Regions from separate parts of the Mus musculus genome. Here regions 1 and 2 are each linked to region 3. The links are chromatin contacts, called in public ChIA-PET and HiChIP or PLAC-seq maps. All regions are on one chromosome and are shown on one strand. Each heading gives the region's core, a stretch centred on a gene start, on an enhancer-like site or on the middle of the called end of the contact. The rest is flanking DNA. Distances are from core to core; before and after follow the strand shown.

Region 1 (3,612 bases), core at 322-2,821, 690 kb before region 3:
CACTACAGTGACCCATAGGCTGAAGATGAGAAGACACTCCCACAAAGTTGTTCTCTGTCCTCACTTAGGTGTGCCAAGGCGCACCTGTAGCTCCACACATATATACATAAACATATGCACATAAAATAGAATTAAAAAAAAAAAAAGCAAATGACAAAGTCACAGAAAGCATGGGAGAAAAGAAAAAATTCTCCGCCAAGGGAACAAGACTGGTTAATAGCGGTAGTACCCCATCCTCGGCACGAGGGGGCGCCTGCTGCTTACTTCATCACCAGGAGACCGGGAGAAAAGGAGGCCCCCTCACCTCCCAACTCCATGTCGGTTTATTTAGGACAATTCAGTTTAAAGTTAAGCCGCAGGAAACAGCATTTTCTGACTACCCACGATATCTCCAACACTGGATTCACTAAACCCAAATAAATGACAGAAACATGGACACCCAACTCAAACTCAATCAATCTCTCCCTCCCTCCCTCTCTTTTCCCTGGCCTCCAATCCGCACGCACAAAGGAGGCAGAGAGAGGAAAAGTACTGAATCCACCTCTGCATCTTGATTCTCAGTCCTTCCCTCTTTCAAACTCTGGCATCAGTGGCCACAGGAGATGCAACCCACACTCAAGTTAAACAAAGTAAAATCAAGACAGTCAATTATCTCTCTAGCTATTTTGCCAACACCCCTTTGAAAGAAGCCCCTTGCCAAATCAGACTCTTAACTGGCCGGATGCTTAGAACCAACCAGTTTCATTTTTCTTTAATTTACCCGTGAAATAGGCTCCAGAGATCTCATTAGACACCAGTAAGACTGTGTAATTACCATCGCCATTTTATGGATGTGAAAACTGAGGCTCACTGGAGCCAAGTGACACGCCCACCACTTAAAGCTCCTCACGCACTGCTTTCTAAAACCTATGTCCACAGTCAGGAGAGCTTTTTGCCATAAACAAAGGGTATGCATTCCTTGTCCAGCCAGGACATCCAAGGCTTAGCCCAGAACTTTCTCCAACTGTAGCACATGTTGTTGCTGGAAGCTTATGGTGATGGGCCCTAACTGGGAAAGATCTGTTGAACTGGAGTCCTGGATTTTCTGCGGAAGGCTAATACTCTCAAATGGGTGCTGCGTTATGACCCAGAGGCAACGTGGAGCGAGCCGCCTCCTTCTGCTAAGCCCTGCCATACTGGGAGCCCGTTCCAGCCTGCTCTTTTCGGACACAGTTCCTACCCAGGACGGGACAGTGACCCTCACCCCAAGGGAGCCACGGCCCAGGGCTTCGTCCCGGGGGAATCGCGGGGCCGGGCCAGGCAACGGGGCCGGAAGCAGACGAGGGCCGGAGGCTGCAAAGGAAGAGGCGGCGCCGGAGGCTGCTATGGCGGAGGGGCGGGGCTCCTCGCTTCTCTACAGCCTCCGCCTAATTTCTCTCGGCCTGCGTTTGACAGCTTCCCTCCCCGGAGGACTCCAGAGTTGCAGAGCTGGCGCCGGATCCTCCGCGCCCGCGCGTCCAGACCACCCCCGCGGAGCTCCAACTTCAGCGCCTCCATCCGGGTCCCGTCCGTGCCGCGCCTGCGCGCCGGCTCGGCCGACGGCGGCCCCGCCCCGCTCCTGCCCGGACTCGGAGCGCCCCGCCCCCCTCCTCGGCGGCCATGTTGACCCCAGCTAGGGCGGGGGCCGAGGCGGCGGCGGTGAGTCGCACCTTCCCGGCGTGGTGACACCTGAGGAGTAGGCCTCTTGACTCGCCAGCAGTTTGTGCGCGGGCGCTGCGCTCCCGGGTCGGGGCTCTCACCCCAGTCCCCTGCCGTGAGCAGCCTCTGACTTCCCGGTGTGAGCCGAGGCTGGACCCGGGCGCTGCCCCAGAGCCACGCGTTCTCTCGGTGTTCCGCCACCCCAGCTCAGCACAGGACCTGGCACACGATAGACAATATGAATAGGCAAAAGAAAGCCTTCTTGGGGTTTTTGTGGCAAGCAGCGGTACCCTGCAACTGGATGAGAAGAAAGTAGGGGAATTCCCCCTGCCTTTCCCCTCCTGGCAATGAAGGACCTCTGCCCTGCGACAGTCCTCTGTCCCACCTCAGATGACTGTATGGGACGAGGAAGGAAACCTCAGAGAACACCCCCGAGGATTCTCCCTCAAGCAGTTTCTGTCGCAGGAACTGGCGCCAAAAAAAAGAAAAAGAAAAAAAAAAAAAAAAAAAAAAAGGAAGCTAATTGAACAAAACCGCCTGTTGGGGAGGAGCGGCCAGTTGGTACCCCTGTAACTAACGGAAACTGTTAGAACAACTTTGCACCCGCCTTAGAGGAAACAGATAGTAAATCCTTCTCCGTTGGTAGATTTCTCGTTTCTCAGGATTCCAAAGCCTTGTGTGGTTTCAGTTATCTGTCCTCTCAAACGTAGCTTGGGTCTAGGTTAACCTCTGGCCACAGCCCTGGCTGAGGGAGGGGTTTATCTTCTGCAACAGCCACAAATGTGGGTGGGAACAAAGAGATGGGTCTCTATCTCTCCAAGCAAAAAAAAAAAACAAAAAAAACAAAAAAAACTAGCCTTCATCAGTTCGGTGGGGGCCAGAAGCTGTGTCTGTCTATCATCTCAGGCCCTGGGATGTCAACTGCCCCTTGGATGTTTGCGTGTAAGGTGGATAATGTATAATTTAATGACTGGTAAAGAGAAAACAGGAGTTTCCAAAGTCATTTTTCCTCCCCCCCCCGCCCCCCGAAAGCATTTGTTGCCAGTCCTGTGAGTGAAATGTCAGTGCCTCTCTAGGCACACTTGTGACTAGGGCCCGAGGTTGTGACTTGACTTTCTTACAGTCTTCGCAGCACCCTGACCTTAAAGAAACCATCCTTGCTTCGTGAATTCACAGGGGAAAATGGCATGCAAGCTCGAGGTTCTGTCTGTCCAATAAAGAATCCCTGCAGAATCTGCTTGTAAAAAAGGCAGGGGTCCTTTTGTGAGAAGTGAGAGTGTTTGTTGAAACACCCTTCCTTAGGAGGTAGAACTTTGACTAGATCTTCAGTCGCACTTGGCTGCAATCTCTCCTTCCTTCCCTTCCCTTCCCAGCCGCCCAACCCCCTTCTCTTCTGCTGTTTCCCGTTTCATTTTCTGGCTTCTTCTCCTACAGAAGAAAAAAAAAAAAAAAAAAAAGGAAACTGAATCTTGTGCTCTCAAAGCCCTGACACTCTGGCTTTTTGGACTGGAAGGTGGCAGGATGGGATGGGAGGGGTGTGTAGGGCTCCAAGGCTGTGAGAGGTGAGAGAGACAGTGCTAAGCAGTTTGCCTTTAGAGTCTACAGTTAAAAAACGGAGCCTGCTGAGCCACCAGGAAGGCAAGGAAGACAGCCAGCCATGTCCCCGGGCTCCTGAAAGTACATCTTCCACCTGGCATTAGGAAGGAAATACCCTACACCATCAGGCGAGGTTCACCAACAGAACCCTAAGCTGATTTGTGCAAGCAATGCGCGTTCTAGAAACCTAACATTCAAGACGATGACACCATTTTTGTCCTTGAAATTTGCCTGCCTCTGCATTTGCTGATCTTCTTGCCCGAAACATTATCACAGCAGGCTACCCTTTGGCTTCAGGGACAAACTCTATCCACCCACCGGCATCCACCACCCTGGTCT
Region 2 (3,575 bases), core at 244-2,743, 740 kb before region 3:
CTCTGTACTTTTCAGCGTGTTCCAGCTAATGTGGCCTGCTCAGCATCCCCATGCCTGGCTCTGCTCTTTCCTGCTCCATCCTCTTTGCTCTTCCGCTGCCTGGAGGGCCCCTTCATGCAACTCCTTGTGCTTGAAGGCCAGGTAACCTCACAGGGTGGCAACTGTCACCTCTCAAAGCCTCCCACATAGAGGAGGTGCTCAATTCCTGGATTATCTTCCAAAGCCTCTTCAGATCAGATCTCTGCACCGAACTCGGACCTGACCCCACAGGCTTCGGATCACACTCCTGTCTTGAGACTCTGGTTGGCTGCCAGGAGCCAGCGTGTAGAACCAGCACTGGACTGCATGTCCCCGCCATGTCCTCCTGGGAAGACACCAAACCGTCTCCCAGGTCCCCAGTGCAGCAGGGGCAGCCTCCAGGAGCCCCCCCATTCCTCATCATCCTTCCACCCACCCCTTTCTTTAGCTAACACCCAGAACTCCCTGCACAGTGATGAGGTGAACCACACATCCACGTCCTTATCTCCCTTGCCCATACACCCCAGTGAAGAACAATTTCGTCATGACCGCCATGAGGCCAGGAACAGAAAGGGAAGAAGGCACGTGGGGCTGTGTCATAGAAGGTCTGGCCCAGGTTACAGGACACTAAAGTGTTTTTTCTTTTCTTTTTCTTTTTTTCTTTTTTTTTTTTTCGAGACAGGGTTTCTCTGTATAGCCCTGGCTGTCCTGGAACTCACTCTGTAGACCAGACTGGCCTCGAACTCACACTAAAGTGTTGATGAAGGATTCAAGGGAGGTGCCCATTTGCCATCCTTACACAGGAAGCCCGGAGTGTGGGGAGACGGCCGTCTCCTCTCCCTTTCCCTTCGGCCCCTTGTTTGGAGACTGCATTGGCACATCTGGCCAATGGGATCACCACCCCGCCCCCACGCACGTGGGCAGATGTGAAGACCGGTGGGACTAACCGTGGACAGTATTAGACACACAGTCAAGCTCTCCACAAACATGGAGCTCACTGTTGTTTCTGACCTAGCAGCTCAGAAGCCAGGGGGTTCCAGGCAGCCAGGCCTCTGTGTCCGGCTGAATCGTACCATAACCCTGCTGCAGGGTTAGCTTGACTGAAGGGAAGGTGAACCCAGTGGCTGCTCTCAAACTCAGGTCACAGTCAGAGGATGTAGATTGGGGGGTGGGGTGGGGGAAGGAAGCCAGTTTCTAGCGGAAGACCACGAGTGTGGCTGCCCCGCCCCACCCTGGGCAGAGGAGGTGGTATGAACAGGCAAAGTGGAGAGGTAGCCTCCTGGGACCCCCTGAGCTGCTCCAGACTCAGCAAAAAACGATTCCTGGGATTAGACATGGCTGGGCTCCGACATTTGCACGTCACCAGATCTCACCAGGCCAGCTAGGTGGTTAAACGCCTGTGTGAACACTGCCTTCTTAGGGCGACGAGCCAACCATGACCGGAAACCCTGGAGGTGTACAAACATCCGAGTCACTTCTCAGCAGGAAGGAGCTGGGGTGGGGCCAGAGGAGATGAAGGTCTCTCTGGGCCTGGAGCTCAGCTCTCTCCTCTGGGAAGAATAAAGGGTTGGTTACCCAGAGGCCCAGGGAGACAGGCTCTTTCTGGGTACCCAGCTTTTCCTTCCTCTATGCTTTTAGCTCTGTGGATGGACACTTTTCTTCTCACCACAGCATCCAGGGCTTGTCCTGATGTAGGCCGTGCCCTATGCTGCGCCCTGGCCTGCTCCCCTGCCCAGATCTGGGCCTCTTTGCTCAGAGGCTACCTCCTTCCTGGGCCTTCCCTAGTCCTGTGCCTCCTCCCTAACATCCTACTTACTTGTCACTGTCCTCCTCGTACCCTAGCATGTCACCTCGACCTCCAGGAGGACAGAGGTTACTGTGGTTTTCTTTCATTCCTCGTCAACAGCATCTGGAAGAGCTCACAGTGCACAGCAGGGTTCATTCAATAAATGTCTCACGATTGAGTGAATAAGGAGTACACAAATGTTTAGCCAAAGGTGGGGGAGGTCCCACAACCCCAGCACTTAAATGAAGGCATCTTCAGCTACATACTGAATTCAAGGCCAGCCTAGACTACATGAGACCTAATCTGGAGTGGAAGAAAAAAACGTACATAAATTTCTATGAGCAGGGGCTCAGGCCAACTGCTGTCCGAAAGCACATCACAGTCTGTGCACTTCCCGCGCCATCTTTTGTTTATTTGTTTGTTTTTCTGAGACAAGGTCTCAATATGTAGCGCTGACTGTCCTGCAACCTGCTCTGTAGACTAGGCTGGCCTCCAACTCACAGAGATCCACTTGCCTCCTGCCCCCTCGGAGCTGGGATAAAAGTCGTGTACCACCACTGCCCGGCCTCAGCTGTGTGATCTTGAACCATGTACTTAACCTCTCTGTGTCTCATTTCATGAATGAATAGGAAGAGAGTACCAGTATTGACCTCGCTGGCTTATGGAGATTAAGTAGTCAGGCATACAGGCGGCTTAAAGCATGCTAGGCACCCCAGAAGCACTCAGCTCAGTGCTGGCTGCCAGTATTTCTTGCTTACATATTTGCCTGCTTGCTCACTGTCTGTCTCCCCCTGTCACAGTGTCAGTCACAGCCTGCTTCGCTCACTGCTACATCCGTAATTCCTAGCAGAGCGGCACAGGAGAAAGCCAGGCTGCGGGACGCTGCGGGCAGGACTAGGAGTAAGAGCCTCACCGATCTGCTTCTCCAGGGCAGCGGCCTCACAGATGGTGGCCCGGGGCAGGATGCCAGGGTCCGTGAAACTGGTCTGCAGGAGACAGCTCATGACGAAGAAGAAGAGGATGGCAGCGATGATAGGAATGGCCAGGGTCAGTGTGCGGGCCAGGTAGGGACAGCTAGGAAAGAAGAGAGTTCAGGTTACTCCAGGCTCCCCGCTACTGCCCCACAGAGTACCTTCTAGAAAAGAGCCTCTCGGGGGCTGATGAGATGGCTCAGCGGTTAAGAGCGCCGACTGCTCTTCCGAAGGTCCTGAGTTCAAATCCCAGCAACCACATGGTGGCTCACAACCATCCGTAACGAGATCTGACGCCCTCTTCTGGAGTGTCTGAAGACAGCTACAGTGTACTTACTTACATATAATAAATAAATAAACATTTAAAAAAAAAAAAAAGAAAAGAAAAGAGCCTCTCCCTAAAGTGCCCGCTGGAGGTGAGTGCAGCCGCTCCCAATAAGTGCCCAGGGCAGACATTACTAGTCAATCCCGGACTTTTTCCAATGGCAGTTGAGATCTACAGATATTCTCCGTCACTCTACCCTGGCAGGCAGGCCCCTCTTCCTTCATCCCTTCCTGCCTCCAGAATTTACCAGAGAGCCCAAACTGACCTGAAACCCTCTAAGTAGCTCAGGCTGGCCTTGAACTCTTGATTTTTCTGCCTCTACTTCCCAAATACATATGGACCACCATACTTAGCCTCTTTTTGTGGCAGTACGCACACTCAGAAGGTCCAAGCAGGAAAGTCAGCAGTCTAAGGCCATCCTTGCTACATAGTGAGTTCAAGGCCAGCTTGGGTTATATGAAACTCTGTCCCCAAA
Region 3 (3,483 bases), core at 883-3,382:
CTCCCCGGTCCCCAGTGGGAGTCCCCCTGCCCGCTTACCTTCCTGTGCCCCTTGATGACTGTTAGGGGCACTGCTGTCTCGGGCCACCTGTCAGGGGGCAGCTTCTCACTGTTCCAGAGAATCAGGATCTAGGAGAAAGGGAACTTGTCTGAAGTCTGGACTTGGGTTAGAACAGGAGCCCTTTCTTAGGGTGCGTGGATCACAGGAACCAGCTACTTACACGCACAGGAGAGCGAGCGAGGGAGGTGCGATCCCTGCCCCTTCATTACCACCTTTGGCTGGAAAGATGGCTCAGAAGTTAAGAGCACTGACTGCTCTTCCAGAGGCCCTGAGTTCAATTCCCAGCAACCACATGGTGGCTCACAACCATCTGTAATGGGATCTCATGCCCTCTTCTGGTGTGTCTGAAGACAACTACAGTGTACTCATATAAATAAAAATAAATAAATCATTACCACCTTTGGTCTTGCCTCTGGCCTTATGGTAGGCAAGAGCCCAGGCTGAGACAGGGGGTTGTGGTGCACACCTATAATTCTAGCATTTGGGAGGCAGAGGGAAGCAGATCTCTGAGTTCAGGACTAACCAGGATTAAATAATAAAACCATCTAAAAAATTGTGTGTGTGTGTGTGTGTGTGTGTGTGTGTGTGTGTGTGTGTGTGTAGTTGTCCTAGACTGGGTTCTGATTTTTTTTTTTCCCTTGAGACAGGATCTCTCTGTGTAGCTCTGGCTGTCTTACACCTTGTGAGCCTGACTGGCCTTGAATTCCTAGTCAGTCGGCCTCCACCTCTGGAGTGCAGTGATTAAAGTCACGTGTCACTGCACTGAGCTCTGGGCTCTGACTTCAGGCGCAGTCCCCCTCCTGCTCTCTGAGGCCTATATTCTCCTTGTCATTTCCTGCTCTGCTCAGCCCACACCTCATCTGCAGAGGTTCCCTCTGCACCTTGGCCTAGCAACTTCCTCTGAGAGCCACCTGTATTCTCCTGGGGGTGGGAGGAGTAGTTATTTTGATTGATAGTCACTTTATGTGCGTGAATGTTTTTGCCTGCAAATCTGTGAGCCACATGCCTGTCTGGTTCCCTCAGAGGTACGAAGAGGTACCTGATTGCTTGGAAGTGGAGTCACGGGTGGTTGTGAGCCATCATGTGGGTGTTGGGAGCTGAACCTGGGTTCCCCAAGATAGCAGTAGTTTTAACCAATGAGCCATTTCTCCAGCCCTGTTTTTGTTTGTTGTTTTATTTTCTTTTGTTTTATTGCTTTTGAGGCGGGATCTTCTTGTGTGATCTTGGCTGGCCTTATCTTGCCATGTGGCCCGAGGCTAGCCTGCCTCTAACTCTCGGAATTTCTCCTGCCTCAGCTCAAGGGCTAGAATTACAAACAGGAGCGACCATACCTAGCAGGCAACCTGTGTTCTCTGGAAGTGAGACTGGGCGGTGTTGGTACTAGGAACCGCTGGCAGTATGAATCAAGGAGAGGACTCCTCTCCTGCCTGTCCTCTGGTCCTCAGCATTGGAAGCCCCAGGCCTGGCCCCAAAGTGACCACTGAGTGAGAGAATGAATGAATGAATGAATGAATGAATGAATGAATGAATGCTTCTTTCTCCAGCCTCACCATGAGGCACCAGCTCTCCAAGGGCTTCACCAATTCTGATGGTGTTTGGAAAAAGAACAAGAAACCTGAGACTTGAAGTCAGCAAGAATCTTTAGAAACAGTCCCTGTGCCTTCCCCCGGCTGTGTGGTCATCTAGGCCCTTGCTCTGCTCTGCATTCACCCCGGATCCCAGAACCCCGGCCTTCAGCGAGGCAGACCTGGGCACAGTGCCGAGAACCTGCCACCTCCTGGATGAGCTTCAGCAGGGACTCTCCAGAGGCTCCCACCCAGATCACGGCGCTGAAACTGCTCCCAGGGCCAGAGCCTGGAGAAAGGAGACACGGGTGTTAGGAGGGAGGTGGAACCCTTTGGATAGCGACCTTTGCTGGGGAACCCCAAAGAACCAGAAGAGATGGAGTCTGAGAGTCTGCAGATGAAGTTGGAGACTTCATCTGGGGAAAGCTGGGGTTACCTCAAGTTGTCCGATGCCCAGGACGTACCCAGTTGCAGATGATAAAAGGGGAAGTCTTGAAGGCTCGTGGAAAATGTGGGCAGCGCCAAGAGTGCTCCCGGGGGGCTATTCCACATCAGTGAGGGGTGACCTGATGCACCCCAGATCCGGTCCTGAATAATCTGTGGAAAGAGGATGTGGCTCACAGGGGGGAGTGGCTAGTGTGTGGGGTTCAGACAGCAGCTTGTGGATGGGACCTGAGGAAGGGCAGACCCTGAGAGGCGGGGCCTGAGGAGAGGCGGGGCCTAAAGAGAAGGATGTGGGCGGAGATGACTACTAGGGGCATTTAGCCCTGCACTTTCCCTTCAGGCTTCTAGAAGAGAGACTTGGGCACAGAGCCCTAATTGAGTAGCCAGAGACCAGAAGCGGTGACTTCCGGAGTGGGAATCAGGTGACAGTCATGGCTTTTCTTCTTTTCCTCATTCACACAGACAAAACTGTGGGGTCCTGCCATTCTCTCGGGCACAGCGGGTGAACCACCCCCCTCACCTCTAGGGTGGTATGGATAACTTTTTCCACCGAGGAGAAGTAAGCGGTCCACAGAAACTGGGTCTGCTGGCGCAGGGCGAGGACCCTCGAAGGGAGCATTTCACGGAGGGCAGCCAGGACCTGGAGGCACAGAGGGAGGGAAGAAGAGAGGAGACTCCCGTTAGGAGAAAGCCCGACCCAGAGCTCCGGAGTCTGGAAGCTTCTAGTGATGTGTACCCTGTGTTCAGGGTCACACAGCTGGTTTTAAGTGACACTGAGGTGACACATACCTGTAAATCCTAGCATGTAGGAGGCTGAGACAGGGGGATCTTAAGCTCAAGACCAGCTTGGGCTACATAGAGAATAAAACAAAACAGAAAAGGTAGGAGTGGGGCTGGAGAGATGGCTCAGCGGTTAAGAGCACTGACTGCTCTTCCGGAGGTCTTGAGTTCAAATCCCAGCAACCACATGATGGCTCACAACCACCTGTAACCAGATCTGTCTCTCTCTCTTCTGGAGTGTCTGAAGACAACTACAGTGTACTTATATATAATAAAATAAATCTTAAAAAGAAAAGAAAAGAAAAGAAAAGGTAGGAGTGGCTGGGGATGTGGCTCGGTTGACAAAGAGCCAACACAGCACAGGGTGGACAAAGCCCTGGGCTTGATCCCCAGCACCACCTCAACTGTCACCATTGACACGTGCCTGTAATCACAGCATTCAGGAGCTAGAGGCAGGAGGATAAGAAGTTCAAGATATTCTGGGCTGCATAGGGAGTTTGAGGTCAGCTTGGATGAGACCCTATCTAAAACACCAAGATGAAGAGGGGTTGACAGTAGCTGTTACAAAGCCTCCTGGCCTCAGTTTCTATGTCTGTGGAATGGGTGCATTAAACCATCTCCCTCACATGTGGTT

Evidence for each region. ChIA-PET counts read pairs in DNA pulled down with a chosen protein or histone mark. HiChIP or PLAC-seq counts read pairs in DNA pulled down with a chosen protein or histone mark.
Region 1: an RNA polymerase II ChIA-PET map of memory CD8 T cells shows a contact between it and region 3, with 9 read pairs. The contact joins the promoter of Pigv here to the enhancer-like site in region 3. A contact is called at or near these places in 1 of 39 promoter capture datasets (hippocampal neurons) and 4 of 115 datasets of contacts at active chromatin or transcription factors (embryonic forebrain, embryonic stem cells, memory CD8 T cells and 1 more).
Region 2: a contact with region 3 is called in an H3K27ac HiChIP or PLAC-seq map of thymic regulatory T cells, with 3 times the contacts expected there. The contact joins two enhancer-like sites. A contact is called at or near these places in 2 of 115 datasets of contacts at active chromatin or transcription factors (microglia and thymic regulatory T cells).

The regions. Positions count from the first base shown.
Region 1 is chr4:133,671,076-133,674,687 of GRCm38.p6, forward strand. It overlaps Pigv (phosphatidylinositol glycan anchor biosynthesis, class V), which reads right to left and starts at 1,572. Exons shown (of 4, transcript NM_178698.5): 1 at 1,244-1,572.
Region 2 is chr4:133,624,483-133,628,057 of GRCm38.p6, forward strand. It overlaps Zdhhc18 (zinc finger, DHHC domain containing 18), which reads right to left. Exons shown (of 8, transcript NM_001017968.2): 2 at 2,718-2,878. Among named protein-coding and RNA genes, the nearest start is that of Zdhhc18, 7.2 kb to the right of the region's middle. Within about 2 kb of position 1,494, at least 164 of the 459 cell types and tissues checked have an H3K27ac peak or open chromatin away from gene starts, as enhancers often do. A contact at or near this core is called in thymic regulatory T cells, where this site is marked.
Region 3 is chr4:134,360,494-134,363,976 of GRCm38.p6, forward strand. It overlaps Extl1 (exostosin-like glycosyltransferase 1), which reads right to left. Exons shown (of 11, transcript NM_019578.2): 4 at 2,590-2,709; 5 at 2,090-2,222; 6 at 1,808-1,914; 7 at 39-128. Among named protein-coding and RNA genes, the nearest start is that of Extl1, 10 kb to the right of the region's middle. Within about 2 kb of position 2,133, at least 115 of the 459 cell types and tissues checked have an H3K27ac peak or open chromatin away from gene starts, as enhancers often do. A contact at or near this core is called in memory CD8 T cells and thymic regulatory T cells, where this site is marked.